Regions from separate parts of the Zea mays genome. Here region 1 is linked to region 2. A link is a contact called in public Hi-C data. All regions are on one chromosome and are shown on one strand. Each heading gives the region's core, a stretch centred on a gene start, on an enhancer-like site or on the middle of the called end of the contact. The rest is flanking DNA. Distances are from core to core; before and after follow the strand shown.

What was found. Hi-C and Micro-C count contacts between places; a contact is called where the count stands out from the background.
Region 1: a Hi-C map of tassel shows a contact between it and region 2, with 1.9 times the contacts expected there. The contact joins the promoter of LOC103630344 here to the promoter of LOC100283267 in region 2. A contact is called at or near these places in 2 of 25 Hi-C or Micro-C datasets (ear and tassel).

The regions. Positions count from the first base shown.
Region 1 is chr6:156,780,123-156,786,797 of Zm-B73-REFERENCE-NAM-5.0, reverse strand. LOC103630344 (autophagy-related protein 18h) reads left to right here and starts at 3,421. Exons shown (of 9, transcript XM_008651404.4): 1 at 3,421-4,024; 2 at 5,529-5,990; 3 at 6,098-6,520; 4 at 6,628-6,675. The coding sequence starts at 3,851.
Region 2 is chr6:156,449,348-156,455,679 of Zm-B73-REFERENCE-NAM-5.0, reverse strand. It overlaps LOC100283267 (transmembrane BAX inhibitor motif-containing protein 4), which reads left to right and starts at 1,782. Exons shown (of 4, transcript NM_001156405.2): 1 at 1,782-2,225; 2 at 5,559-5,672; 3 at 5,772-5,929; 4 at 6,031-6,332. The coding sequence starts at 1,916. The coding sequence ends at 6,243. It also overlaps the pseudogene LOC100381762.

The sequences.
Region 1 (6,675 bases), core at 2,172-4,671, 330 kb before region 2:
TGCCAATTCTTAGGAAGGTCCCTGGTGTCATGGAACTCTAAGAAACAAACATCCGTTGCCCTATCCACCGCTGAGGCCGAGTACGTTGCCGCAGGTCAATGTTGCGCGCAACTACTTTGGATGAGGCAAACCCTTCGGGACTTTGGCTACAATCTGAGCAAAGTCCCACTCCTATGTGACAATGAGAGTGCTATCCGCATGGCGGAGAATCCTGTTGAGCACAGCCGCACAAAGCACATAGACATCCGGCATCACTTTTTGAGAGACCACCAGCAAAAGGGAGATATCGAAGTGTTTCATGTTAGCACCGAGAACCAGCTAGCCGATATCTTCACTAAGCCTCTAGATGAGAAGACCTTTTGCAAGTTGCGTAGTGAGCTAAATGTCATAGATTCGCGGAATCTGGATTGAATTGTAGCATACATGTACTTATGCTTTTGATCATGTTCCTTTTTGCATTTTGTTGCTTATTATGGTGCTCAAGTTGTACAAACACTCCCTGGACCTCACAAGTCCGTTGCAAAGTGATGCACATGTTTAGGGGGAGATGTGTTACAACTTGACCCTTTGAGACTAACCATGTGCTTGAGTTTGATAATTTAGTCTCGAAGGAGGATTGAAAGGGAAAAGGTGGACTTGGACCATGAAAGACTTCCACTGCACTCCGATGAGAGGGTAACTAATTCCAAGTTCATCTCATGAAATCTTATTGCCATTTGCTCTTAATTGAAGACTTTGGTGAGGCAATGGGGTTAAAAGGCCAAAATTGATCCCGTTTTGGTGCTTGATGCCAAAGGGGGAGAAAATAAAGGCCAAAGTAATAAATGGATCAGCTACCACTTGAGAGATTTTGAAAATAGTAGAATAAAGTTTTTGTGAGTTTTTGTTTTGTCAAAAGCTTTTATTGTCTCTTATTGTCTCTATTGTCAAAAGTTGGCTTCTTGTGGGGAGAAGTGTTGATTATGGGAAATAGGGGGAGTTTTTAAAATCCTTGATCAATCTCTTTTGGAATGACTCTCTTTATGCCTCAACATGTGTGTTTGACATAGAAATAGAGATTTGAGTTTGATTTGCAAAAACAAACCAAGTGGTGGCAAAGGATGATCCATATATGCCAAAATTGAATCAAAACCAATTTGAGTTTTTATTTGAAGTGATTTTGCACTTGTTCTAGTTGCTTTATGTTGTGTTGGCATAAATCACCAAAAAGGGGGAGATTGAAAGGGAAATGTGCCCTTGGGCCATTTCTAAGTATTTTGGTGATTAAGTGTCAACACAAGTGCTTAGATGTGAACCAATGCCCATGAATGAACAAAGTGCAAATCTACAACAAAGGTATGTTTCTTAGTCTTAGTACATTGGTTTTGTGTACTAATATATTTGTCTAAGTGTTAGAAACAGATAGAAGAAGATAAGAGAAGACTTGGCTGTGTACAGCCAAGGGACTGTTTCGGTCTGGGGCACCGGACTGTCCGGTGGTGCACCGGACAGTGTCCGGTGGTGCACCGGACAGTGTCCGGTGCGCCAGGCTCCCTCGGCCGAAGAGCCCGCTCTCGGGAATTTGCTGACGGCGTACGGCTAAAATTCACCGGACTGTCCGGTGTGCACCGGACTGTCCGGTGAGTCAACGGTCGGCCGAGCCAACGGTCGGCCGCGGAATCTGCGCGCGACACGTGGTCTGGCCAACGGTCGGAAGGAAGCACCGGACTGTCCGGTGTGCACCGGACTGTCCGGTGCGCCAGATCTGCAACGGTCGGCAACGGTCGGCTGTGCTGTTTAAGGAAATAAATCGGGCACCGGACAGTGTCCGGTGTGCACCGGACTGTCCGGTGCGCCCGACGACAGAAGGCAAAGATGGCCTTCCAGATTTGTTCTCAACGGCTCCTAGCTGCCTTGGGGCTATAAAAGGGACCCCTAGGCGCATGGAGGAGAACACTAAGCAACTCTTGAGCATACTTGATCATCCACACTCAGTCTTTGCGCATCCGTTTGTGATTCTAAGTGATTCGAGCTCTGTTCTTGTGAGAAACTGTGAGATAGTCTTTGACCTCGAATCTTGGCTGTGTGTGTGCGCGTTTCGCTGTGGATTTGTGTGTGTTGCTTCCCTCCCTTACTCCGTGCTTCTTTGTGAATCTTAAGTGTAAGGGCGAGAGACTCCAATTTGTGGAGATTCCTCGCAAGTGGGATAAAGATAAGCAAGGCAAAATACTGTGGTATTCAAGTGGGTCTTTGGACCGCTTGAGAGGGGTTGATTGCAACCCTCGTCCGTTGGGACGCCACAACGTGGAGTAGGCAAGTTTTGTACTTGGCCGAACCACGGGATAAATCACCGTGTCTCCTCTGTGTTGAATTCTCTGTGATTGTCGTATTGTGCAAGATCTTCTCTTTAGCCACTTGGCAATTATTGTGCTAACCTCTAACAAGTTTTTGTGGCTATAAGTTAAGTTTTTACAGGATCACCTATTCACCCCCCCTCTAGGTGCTCTCAGGCACGGGGAGTTCAGGAGGAACAGGAGCATCCTTACTAGATACGTCCGGATATAACTCCCGAGGACGACCTCTCTTCTGCCACAACGCCTCTCGGTACATGTCTTTTATCTAATAAACGATTATAATTATCACTTGTACCTATTATGCTTTATAATAAGTTTACACAAACTAATAATCGAAATGATAATATAATAGGTGTATACAAATTATTAAACTAACAACCCAATATACAAAACGAATCAGTTGGAAATCATACCTTGGTCTACGAAGTGAACCAACTCAAATATTTGAATCCATCAAATTTTGGCGAAGTTTGAAAATGGGATGAAATGAGCTGCTCTCGGCCAGCCGCGCGGGCGTTTTTATAGGAATTCGTAGCTCGGCGCCAAGATCTGTGGCACCGAGCTACGAGGCCGCGCCGCCACCACGTCAGAGCCAGGTCAATCCTGGACGAAACTAGCCGTTGCTGCCACGTCACAGCTCGGCGCCATAGGCTGTGGCGCCGAGCTGTGTTAGCTCGGCGCCACATGCTATGTCGCCGAGCTAAGGGGCCAAAACTGTATTTAAAATTTTTTTAGGTCTAAACGTGATTTTACTTCTGTTTAAGGGCTAAAATACAAAAAAAAAATTCGGCCCGTGCGCCGCGCAGTTTTCTCGGCAGCCGCGCGCGGCTTGGAAGGCAAGCCCGGGCCGAGAGGGCGCCGAACTTCACGGGGACAGCGTATAGGAGTAGGTCGCAGCGGCGGAGGAAACCCGCTTGGCAAGGGATCTATCCCCTCGTATTCCCCTTGCGTGCAAAGCTCACTCCCCGTGCCCTCGCCACGGGCACCCGAGGAAAGCCTCGTGCACTCGCGGATAGGCAGTGGGCCCTGGGTGGAAGAGAGTTTGCTCCGGGGACGCGAAGCCGGGTGGGGAGAGGCAAACCGGGTGGGATTTCTTGGGATTATTTAAGGGCGAGGGAGGGAGATAGGCACACGAAAGCAACAGCGAGGAGAGAGAAGGGAAAAGGGTGAAGGAAGCCAGGGCCCAGGGAGTTGTTGAATTTCGGTTCTGGTCGGCGTCGGAGGGGAAGGGACGACGAGCGGCGAGGAAGAGGTGTGCGAGGGGAGGAGGGATATGGTGGCCAGCTGAGTCTGCGGATTGCGGCGGCAGCGGGGATCGGAGGCAGTGAGGGGCGGCGGCACTCGGATGGTACTGGCTTTCGCCAGCCCCGGAGGCGGCGATCGTGGATGGGCAGCGGCGGGATTGCGGGGCGGGGGTTGTAGGAGCGGTGGCGGCGGGGAAGTTGGACTCGGAGCGGGTGCTTGTGCTGGTCTCCGGGCTGGGGCAGGGAGAGGAGGTGAGGGAGCGGCGGGGAGGGATGAGGCGGGGGAAGGGGGCAAGGAATGGGTTGCTGCCGAGTTCGCTGCGGATCATATCGTCCTGCCTCAAGACGGTGACCTCCAACGCCGGCTCCGTCGCGTCCAGCGTGCGCTCGGCCGGCGCCTCCGTCGCCGCATCCATCTCCTCCCAGGCAGAGGACGAGAAGGATCAGGTCCACTGCCCCGCCCCTGCCTCCATTTCTTCAAATATCTCTTTTTTCTTATTTACGCTGCTAGTGCAGATGACTGTGGGCGCTGGGGTTTGCTAACTTCAGTGCTGTGCTTGCTTGCAATGATATACTCAATTGTAGCATTCTGCAGTAGTAGGTTTGAGTAATGCCTGGACGCACTTCCTCTATTCCATTCGATTCATCGTTCTGGTGGCAATTCCTGGCTCTTCAATTGAATTGATCATTAACCACTGCCCACTGGATAGGAAAAGTTATAAATTACTAGAATATGTTGATTGTTACCCTTGCAACCGTGTACTCAATAATGCCATTTTGCAGTAGGAGGTTGAGTAATCTAGTGAGCTAGATCTTATGTTCTTGTACTTCCGAAATTCCAGTGGCAATTAATGGAGGCAGCTTTAAGTGAGTTGACCATGAATTCAGTTTAACTAGTTAGGTTATGTTTGGAAGCATCATACTGTTTTTCACCTGTAATGACAACCTCGAAGCCGCAAGGACCAACACCGACAACTTTGCCTTTACACCAAGAGCCCATAGCTGGGGATGCTCCTCACCATGTCCGATGACACCACTGCCAACCCGCTGCTCCCGCTGTCGCTCAGCATGGCCGATGCGTCCTCCCTGGCAGGTGCCTCGGCGAGCATGTTGGTAACAGCACTGCTGCAGAAGGACGCAGAGCTGGGCGCCATTGTTGAGACGGCACTCGGGGAACCGGGCTGCGATCGCAGCTGCTGAGACAAACATGCGAGATGCACTGGAGGAGCCTGATGTTTCTCGTTTTTTTCCTGGATCTCCATTCATGTTTTTTCCCCCTGATGGTTTTAGCCCAAAACAGGTGTAGTTTTAGTGAGCTCACCGGTCATCCAAGCAGCAATTTCCATCTTAGGCTGGAAAAGAATTGTGGTCTTTAATTTACATGGGTTTTGGATAGATTGCCGTGCTTCCAAACTTGCCCTTAGAAGGTAGTAAATTGCTGGAATGGACATTTTCTCTGAAGTGAAAAGGTCGGAGAGTACAGTTTAGGTCAGTGTTCACCCATATCTTAAACATTAAGGAGTTGGTCACCTATGTTTTAGCTGTTTTATTTGAGCTAAATGACAGTTTAAATGGTCTAAATGGGCACTTAAACAGGATAAGTGTCTGATTAATGGACACGAGTAGCCATTGTGTGGCGTCTAAATAGTGTTTAAATGGGCTAAATGGCTGTTTAGTGAACAGCGAAGTCATTTGTGTAGTAGCTCAGTAGAATTCTTATGTGCTCATATTGGTCACCTATGTTATTGTTGGCAACAGTTTTTGACTTCTGGATTTTTCTTCAGTGTTCTTAAATTTTGCCTGGATAACAAAATGCTGTCTCTCCAAGTTTAGTTAATGCTTGACTCAACTCAGTTTTTCTATTAACAATTTTGATTGGAAAAATGTTTGCCACTGTCTATTTCTGCTAATTTATACACAAATTCAATCTTGTTAACCCATCTATAAACAGGTTTTGTGGGCTGGATTCGATAAACTAGAGCTTCATCCATCATCATTCAAGCATGTCCTGCTTGTTGGTTATTCAAATGGGTTTCAAGTGCTTGATGTTGAGGATGCTGCAAATGTTTGTGAATTGGTCTCAAAACATGATGGCCCAGTTACGTTTTTACAAATGCAACCCACTCCAGTCGGCTCTGAAGGCATTGAAGGATTCAGAGCATCACATCCCATGCTTCTAGTTGTTGCTGGTGATGAGACAAACGGCCTGGGTGCGATTCAAGGTGGTCGCTTAAGTGCTCTTATCAGAGACACAAACAGTGAGCATCAAGCTGTAAATTGCATTTCAACCCCAACAGTTGTCCGTTTCTACTCTTTGAAGTCTCACACCTATGTACATGTTCTTCGATTCCGGTCTGCTGTATATTTAGTTCGCTGCAGTCCTAGGATTGTTGCTGTAGCACTTGCAGCACAAGTAAGTTTCTCTCTGCACATTCATTTATATTTTGTAGTGCAAACTGGAGTTGACAAAAATGATGTTCTTGCATAGGAATTCTAAATACTCATTTTACTACATTTCAGATCTACTGCTTTGACGCTGTTACTCTTGAGAACAAGCTCAGCGTCTTGTCATATCCTTTGCAAGGTGCACCTGGGGTAAATATTGGGTATGGCCCGATGGCTGTTGGCCCCAGATGGTTAGCCTATGCCACAAATACTCCTTTATTGTCAAACACAGGCCGCCTAAGTCCACAGAACCTCACACCTTCGCCAGGAGTGAGCCCATCTACTTCTCCCAGCAGTGGAAGTTTAGTTGCTAGATATGCAATGGAGTCTAGCAAGCAGTTAGCTTCTGGTATTATTGACATGGGATATACATTTTCAAAGTACTGCCAGGAACTTCTGCCAGATGGTTCTAACTCCCCTTTGTCATCGAGCCCAGGCAGGAGATCTGGTAAAATTCTTTCCAGTGTGCATCCACTGGAAGCTGACAATGCAGGCATGGTTAGTTAAAGCCTCACTAAGCCTTTTTCTCCTTTCATTGTCAAATTAAGTGCGTAGAAAAGTAAATCTTCTATGTGAAGTAATGGAAGTTTGTTGGACACTTGCAGGTAGTCATCAAGGATTTCACATCCAAAATTGTTGTCTCACAGTTTAAG
Region 2 (6,332 bases), core at 533-3,032:
TAGGCTTAAACACGTATAATATGGTGCATAAATTTCTTGTGTAACAGATATAGTTTTTCTTTTATCTTCCTTGACTATATTTTGCAATTTCAAATTCCACAGTCGTTCCATTGTTCGAGAAGGTCCTGAGTGCGAGTGATGCAGGCCGCATAGGGCGCCTTGTTCTTCCAAAAGCTTGTGCCGAGGTAACTTTAACATTTGTTTGGCTTCCTTTTCATAATTTAAGCATGTTTTTATTGTATATTGCCGATTGCCTGATTTATCTTCCAAAAGTTGTTTGGAAGGAACATCAAAAGCATTTGACTTTCCTCCTGTCCGGATTTTACAAAAATAAACATGTTATTATCCTGGATCAGAGTCTACATATATACCATCCATGTATGAGAAACCATATTTGAAGGGGATCGTCATCCTGTACATCGTGTATATTGTTAGAGTATATTTGGTAGTTTAGATATTGTGTCTCGTAGACTGCCATATGTGTTAATATTTGGTAGTTTAGATGTTGTGTCTCATAGTTTGACATATGTATTCGTGGGTTGTCTTATCTTCTAAGTAATGCTATATAAACTGTCTAAAGGGCTCAATGCAATACATTCATCCAATTACACCAATTCTATTCTCCTCCGTATGTTGACATGGAAGAATGAGGCAATTAGATAAGGATATTTGTTAGCTTTCTCATTATTGTCTGAGTCTTTAATCGTAGCAGTAAAAGTTTTGGCACGCTATTATTTTAGTTATTATGATCTGAACAACCCGTTTTATATAGGGAGCTCGTGGCAAATGCATCCTCACAACAGGACGATGGAGCTCAAGGCGTCAAGTGGTGGCTCACTCGGACTCGCGCTCCTCTGCAAGACACTGTTCCCCATGAGGGTTTCCATTACCATTGCGCTCGCATCGCCTGTCACTAGAGCTCTGAGCCATTAGAGGCTCGTTAATTTATGTAAATTTATGTTTTGTTGCAATGCACGGGCACATACCTATAAGATACTAAGATCGAAGATAATATATATATCGTTTGTTTTCAAGTATTACCTAACACTATCTAGATGTACATAAGTTACCATGATATTATGTCTCCGTTGCAACACACGAGCATTCACCTAGTTCAAAATGAAATGCATAGTAAAAACTAGCCATAAAAAGTAAACTAGATCAGGGGCGAAACCAGCCGGGAGATGTGATCGTACTAGTCGATCTATGGGCTGTTAGAAGAGACGGTTGGGCCAAAAAATTGAGAGGTGAATAAGAGTTTTCTAGGGCTAAGCGCGGGGCCAAGGCTGGGTGGCCAGAGGCTAGTATACACCCCTGAACTGGATACCATATGAAAAATAAGCATATAAGAAAGGTAAAATCTTTGACGCGGTTTGAAAAATGAGTTTTGACCAACCATTTATTATGGAAAAAATACCGGGAGCGTGGTATCATCTTATATTGACATATTATCAATATGACCAAACCAAAGTTCAAAAAGTTTCTGATAGGTAAGAACTAATCTGAACTATATGGAGGAGATCAAAGCGACACATCTTTCTTTAATCAGAAGGGAGTAGTACTTATGCAAAGGTCAACTACAGCTACAAGAGCATTTTTCATGTCGATGTTTTTATTCTCTCATGAGAAAAATAATAATTTGTGAGCACGGAACTTACCTAGGCTCGCGTAGTGCACGAGCTTTTGTTTGAGTGCTCCGCCCACCTCCGCCCGATTTGGCCCTACTTTTCAGTGGCCGAGGACAAGTTTGGCAGGATTCACAAGTGCTCGTAGCAAATCTACAAAATCCCCAACCGCCTCTCAACAAAGTCTCCCCACGGAGGTACACAGCTACGCGCAAACCGCGTCTCGCGCGAAGAATCCGCATTTCCCCTTCCCCGCACCGCACCGCACCCAACCCCCGTCGGAGAGAGAGATGGCATCGGTGGCGGAGATGCAGCCCCTCGCGCCGGCGGGGTACCGCCGCGCGCCGGAGATGAAGGAGAAGGTGGAGGCGTCGGTGGTGGACCTGGAGGCCGGGACCGGGGAGACGCTGTACCCGGGGATCTCGCGCGGGGAGAGCGCCCTCCGATGGGGCTTCGTCCGCAAGGTCTACGGCATCCTCGCTGCGCAGCTGCTCCTCACCACCGCCGTCTCCGCCCTCACCGTTCTCCACCCCACCCTCAACGCCACGCTCTCCGACTCCCCGGGCCTCGCGCTCGTGCTCGCCGTCCTGCCCTTCATCCGTAAGCGCCCGTGTTCTCCATCCGGTGTCGGGGTTTGATGTGCTGGGTGGGCAAATCTACTCTTTTCTGGTCATCATCAATTGATTATGGAGATGTGTTGCTGAAACTACTCAAATTGTCGATAAGTTAGGTGAGTTGGTTGGATCCAGATTCTAGAGTGGTCGATGCAGTGCTCCTACTAGGTTTTCTCGTTATTTATGATGAATAGCTGTTTGGATCAGGACTTTGCCATATAGATCTTGGATATAGCCGATCCAAGTTGAACCTGAAATCTGCTCAGATTGTTTTTGCTTTGCTACTGGATAGATATTGCCTAAACTAAGGTTCCGTATGGGGCAATTGGCTTCCTAGGTCTAGTACTTTAATTTAGTCACATATTATTTATGCAGGGGAGGATCCATAGGTGTAGGGGGGCAAAGTAGGCCATGCCCCCCCCCCCCCCCCCCTCAATTATCTATAATCTCTTATACCTAATGTACATCTACTGTTAAGTATAGAAAAAAAAAGTTTTGCGTGAGTTAAAACAGTCCTGTTCTTGACCTTATCGTCGAATCTATCTAGTCCATCCGATCTCGTCCTCCTCCCCAACCTAGTCCTTGCATGTATCCAGCCGTCCTCATTCATTCTGACGCTTCTCAAGCCAGTCCGTTCGGATGCCCCCTTCCTGGCGCCCCGCCCTGCTTATCGTCGTCACGACAGTACGGCACTTGCAAGCTCGTCTACTGTGCAGCATAAATGGGCAATAGCACAGGGCATCCAAATTTTTGGCCCCAAATTTTTTAGTTTTCTGAATATAAATAATACAATAGGATAAGGATTGTTTGATATTTTATAAAATAAACTGTTAGCCTTAAAATAGATAGTATGAGCCAACAATATGATAATAGATCAAATATGAAAGGATTGTTCATATAGTTTTCTTCTTTAAACTTCTATCTTGTATTGATATGAAACCTGAATTTAATGCAAAAGTAGTTTTTTTACGGTCTTATTTGATTTTGTCATGCAGTCTTCTTGGCCCTCTATGAATTTTGGTCCTGCGTCCGCCACTGTATTTATGGACACTAAAGGATGTTATTTTGCACTTGTCTCTTGTGTCAGTTTAATAATGTTTATATGATTGCGTACAACTGATATTTGGCAATTCTATCATGGTATTGCAACACGTTATGAGTAGATGATCTCGTTCAGGCTACATGGTAACTTGCCTTGGTCTAACATGTTCTGCATCATGTTACCAACAAGCTTACATGAGCACTATTGTGCTGAAGACATGTTGTTGGACTCGCGGTTGTATTACCAATGATAAAATGGATATTAAATTGGGAGAAGAGAAATGTGTTTTAGTCCTAAAATGTCTCTCAGCTATATTGTGAATTTGATACTAGAAGTATAATGAGGCTCTTTGATGTCAGGTGTTGGAGAACTTCAGTGGGTACATGAATAAGCAGTATATGGAACCAATTGCATCCCTATGAGTTTTTGTTTAGTTAAACCCGTGGCACAACATTAAAATGGGCAAATTGCACAACAAAATTGAGGTTGGATTGGTACCGATTTCTCTTGTTCCAATTTAATATTTTTCTTGACCATTTTTCAACCCAGCCCTAACGTTGCAACATGTTACAAAGTGAAAATGGTCTCACATAGGCGTCCTAGTGGCTGCCTCCATCTAACATGTTTGACCTACCACTTACTGGTAAGTCGATGTGAGGCCGTTATCGTGCTGATAACGTGTTGTGATATCATGGTCATGTTGCTGATGATTCAATGAAAATATAAATTGAAATGAGAGAGAAGCATCGTTGTCCCAAGCTTTATCTCAACTTTATTTATGCTCTTGATATTGCATGTTGACGAGATCCCTGTCCCCCAGTATAAGGGTTACTCTGAATATTATAAGGAGATTCAGAGGTTCCCTTTCCGATAGAAGCAGCAGTTTGTAGCTGGTTGCCTCTAATGGGCCTTAGTTTAGCTAAACTGTTCACCCGGGAAAAACATATTACAGTATTAAGATGATGCCACTTGCAGACTAGTTCCTTAATTCCTTTCTCTCTTGTTCTAGTTTGATTCTATGTGATTGAGTGATTGATTTTCAACTGCCCATTAATGATGTTGCAGCACATTAGTAACATGATAATGGCCTCACATGATTATGACAGCAAGTTGCCGTGATTTAACACATGTTGTATCATGTTAACAGGAAGTTTAGTTGTGTGTTATTTTGCTGATAATCTGGTGTATTATGATCATGTTGCTGATGAAGAAATACTAATGTCAAACTTGGACAGGAGATATGTGATGTAGTACTGTGCTTTATCTCAACGTTTTGTTATTGTTATACTGTTTTATTTATCGACAGTGAAACCTGCTTCTCTGTCGAATTGGAATTAGCAATAGGAGTCGCTCCTAAGTTGTAATTGGCCTGAGTTTAGTTACTTTCCCACACAAGAATCCATGTACATCATAAGAGATAATTGCACAATGAAGGCTTAGAAAGAAGGCTGATTCAGCATTTCTGATAGTGAGATTTGTGTTGAGGAATCATTTGAGAATACGAGAAAATAATGGTATCTTGCTAAGGAGGCATGAAACCTAGGTCTCATTTTTCAATTTCAAGGAGCTATCCCTATTATCTTACCCTCTTTGTCGTTCATACATAAAGAGTAGAAGTTGATTGTGGAGTTAGGATAGGGAGGTAGGGGGGACAGCTCTTGAGAATCAGTTGTATACATGCTCCCATCCATTTTCGTTTGCTTGATATTGTTCGTTTGACTTTGACTGATCACTGATCTTGGTTTTGTGTCCAGTGATAATTGTTTGGAGTATTTATTTATGTAGCAAAGAAGTGGCATAGTAGACATGTAATAAAAAATACTTTGCTACCAATCTGTGTTTAAATATATTAGTTTCTCTGGCAGTTAATCAAGAATTAACAGTTAAAAGACAATGATGTCAAGTAAATGAAAAATGTAGGCACTTTAGTAATATGGGTTGACCAATTTTTGGGGTTTGAATTTTTGGTGTGCTGTTTGCCAGGTATACAGGCGTAGGAGAATGTTTTGTTAATGAAAGCAATAGATTTATCTTCCTGTGGATTATGGAGGAAACAGTCTCAGTTATTAATGAAACTATGAAAGCAATAGATTTATCTTCCTGTGTTAATAAGAAGCTGTCCAGTGTCATTGTATCCTCTTAGGTTGTAATACACCAAAATATACCCTTCTCTTTTGCTTAAAATCTGAGCGGAGGGACTCCCGTTCTTGTTATTTTCTAGTATTAGTAGGCTGTTTTTTTTGTGTTCACTAACTTCTTTTCTAATATTTTCTGCAGTGATGATCCCATTGTATCATTATCAGCACAAGCACCCACACAATTTCGTTTTCCTGGGTCTGTTCACGTTGTGCTTGAGCTTCAGCATCGGTGTGGCTTGTGCTAACACCCAAGGTCTTTCTTTTTTCTCAAATAGTTTGATTTGTTTCTCTTCTAGATACCTTGTAATTTGTTTTTTTTTGGTCTTGACAACCATTTACTTAATTATCGCAGGGAAAATCGTTCTGGAGGCTTTAGTGCTGACGGCTGGCGTGGTGGTTTCTCTGACTGCGTATGCTTTCTGGGCGTCAAAGAAGGGCAAGGAATTCGGGTACCTGGGGCCTATCCTGTCTTCCGCGCTTACTATCCTCGTCCTAACTAGCTTTCTTCAGGTAATGCCCATCCGCAAATGCTGCTTTGTTACCAGACGAGCAAATCCACTGCTTGCAACAATAAACCTTTATTTGGCTCTGTGTGGAATTCTGCGCTGCAGGTTTTCTTCCCACTGGGACCCGTGTCGGTGGGCTTGTTCGGTGGGCTAGGGGCTCTGGTCTTCTCAGGCTTCATCCTGTACGACACCGAGAACCTGATCAAGCGCCACACCTACGACGAGTACATCTGGGCGTCGGTTGGGCTGTACCTCGACATCCTGAACCTGTTCCTCTCCATCCTGAACATGCTCAGGAGCATGCAATCCGACAACTAGCCTCTTGATCGAACACGGTATACCCCCATGGTAAATGCGGTCCTGTGCTCTGGTTGTTAGAGGACGGGATCGACGTGCGACATATGTAT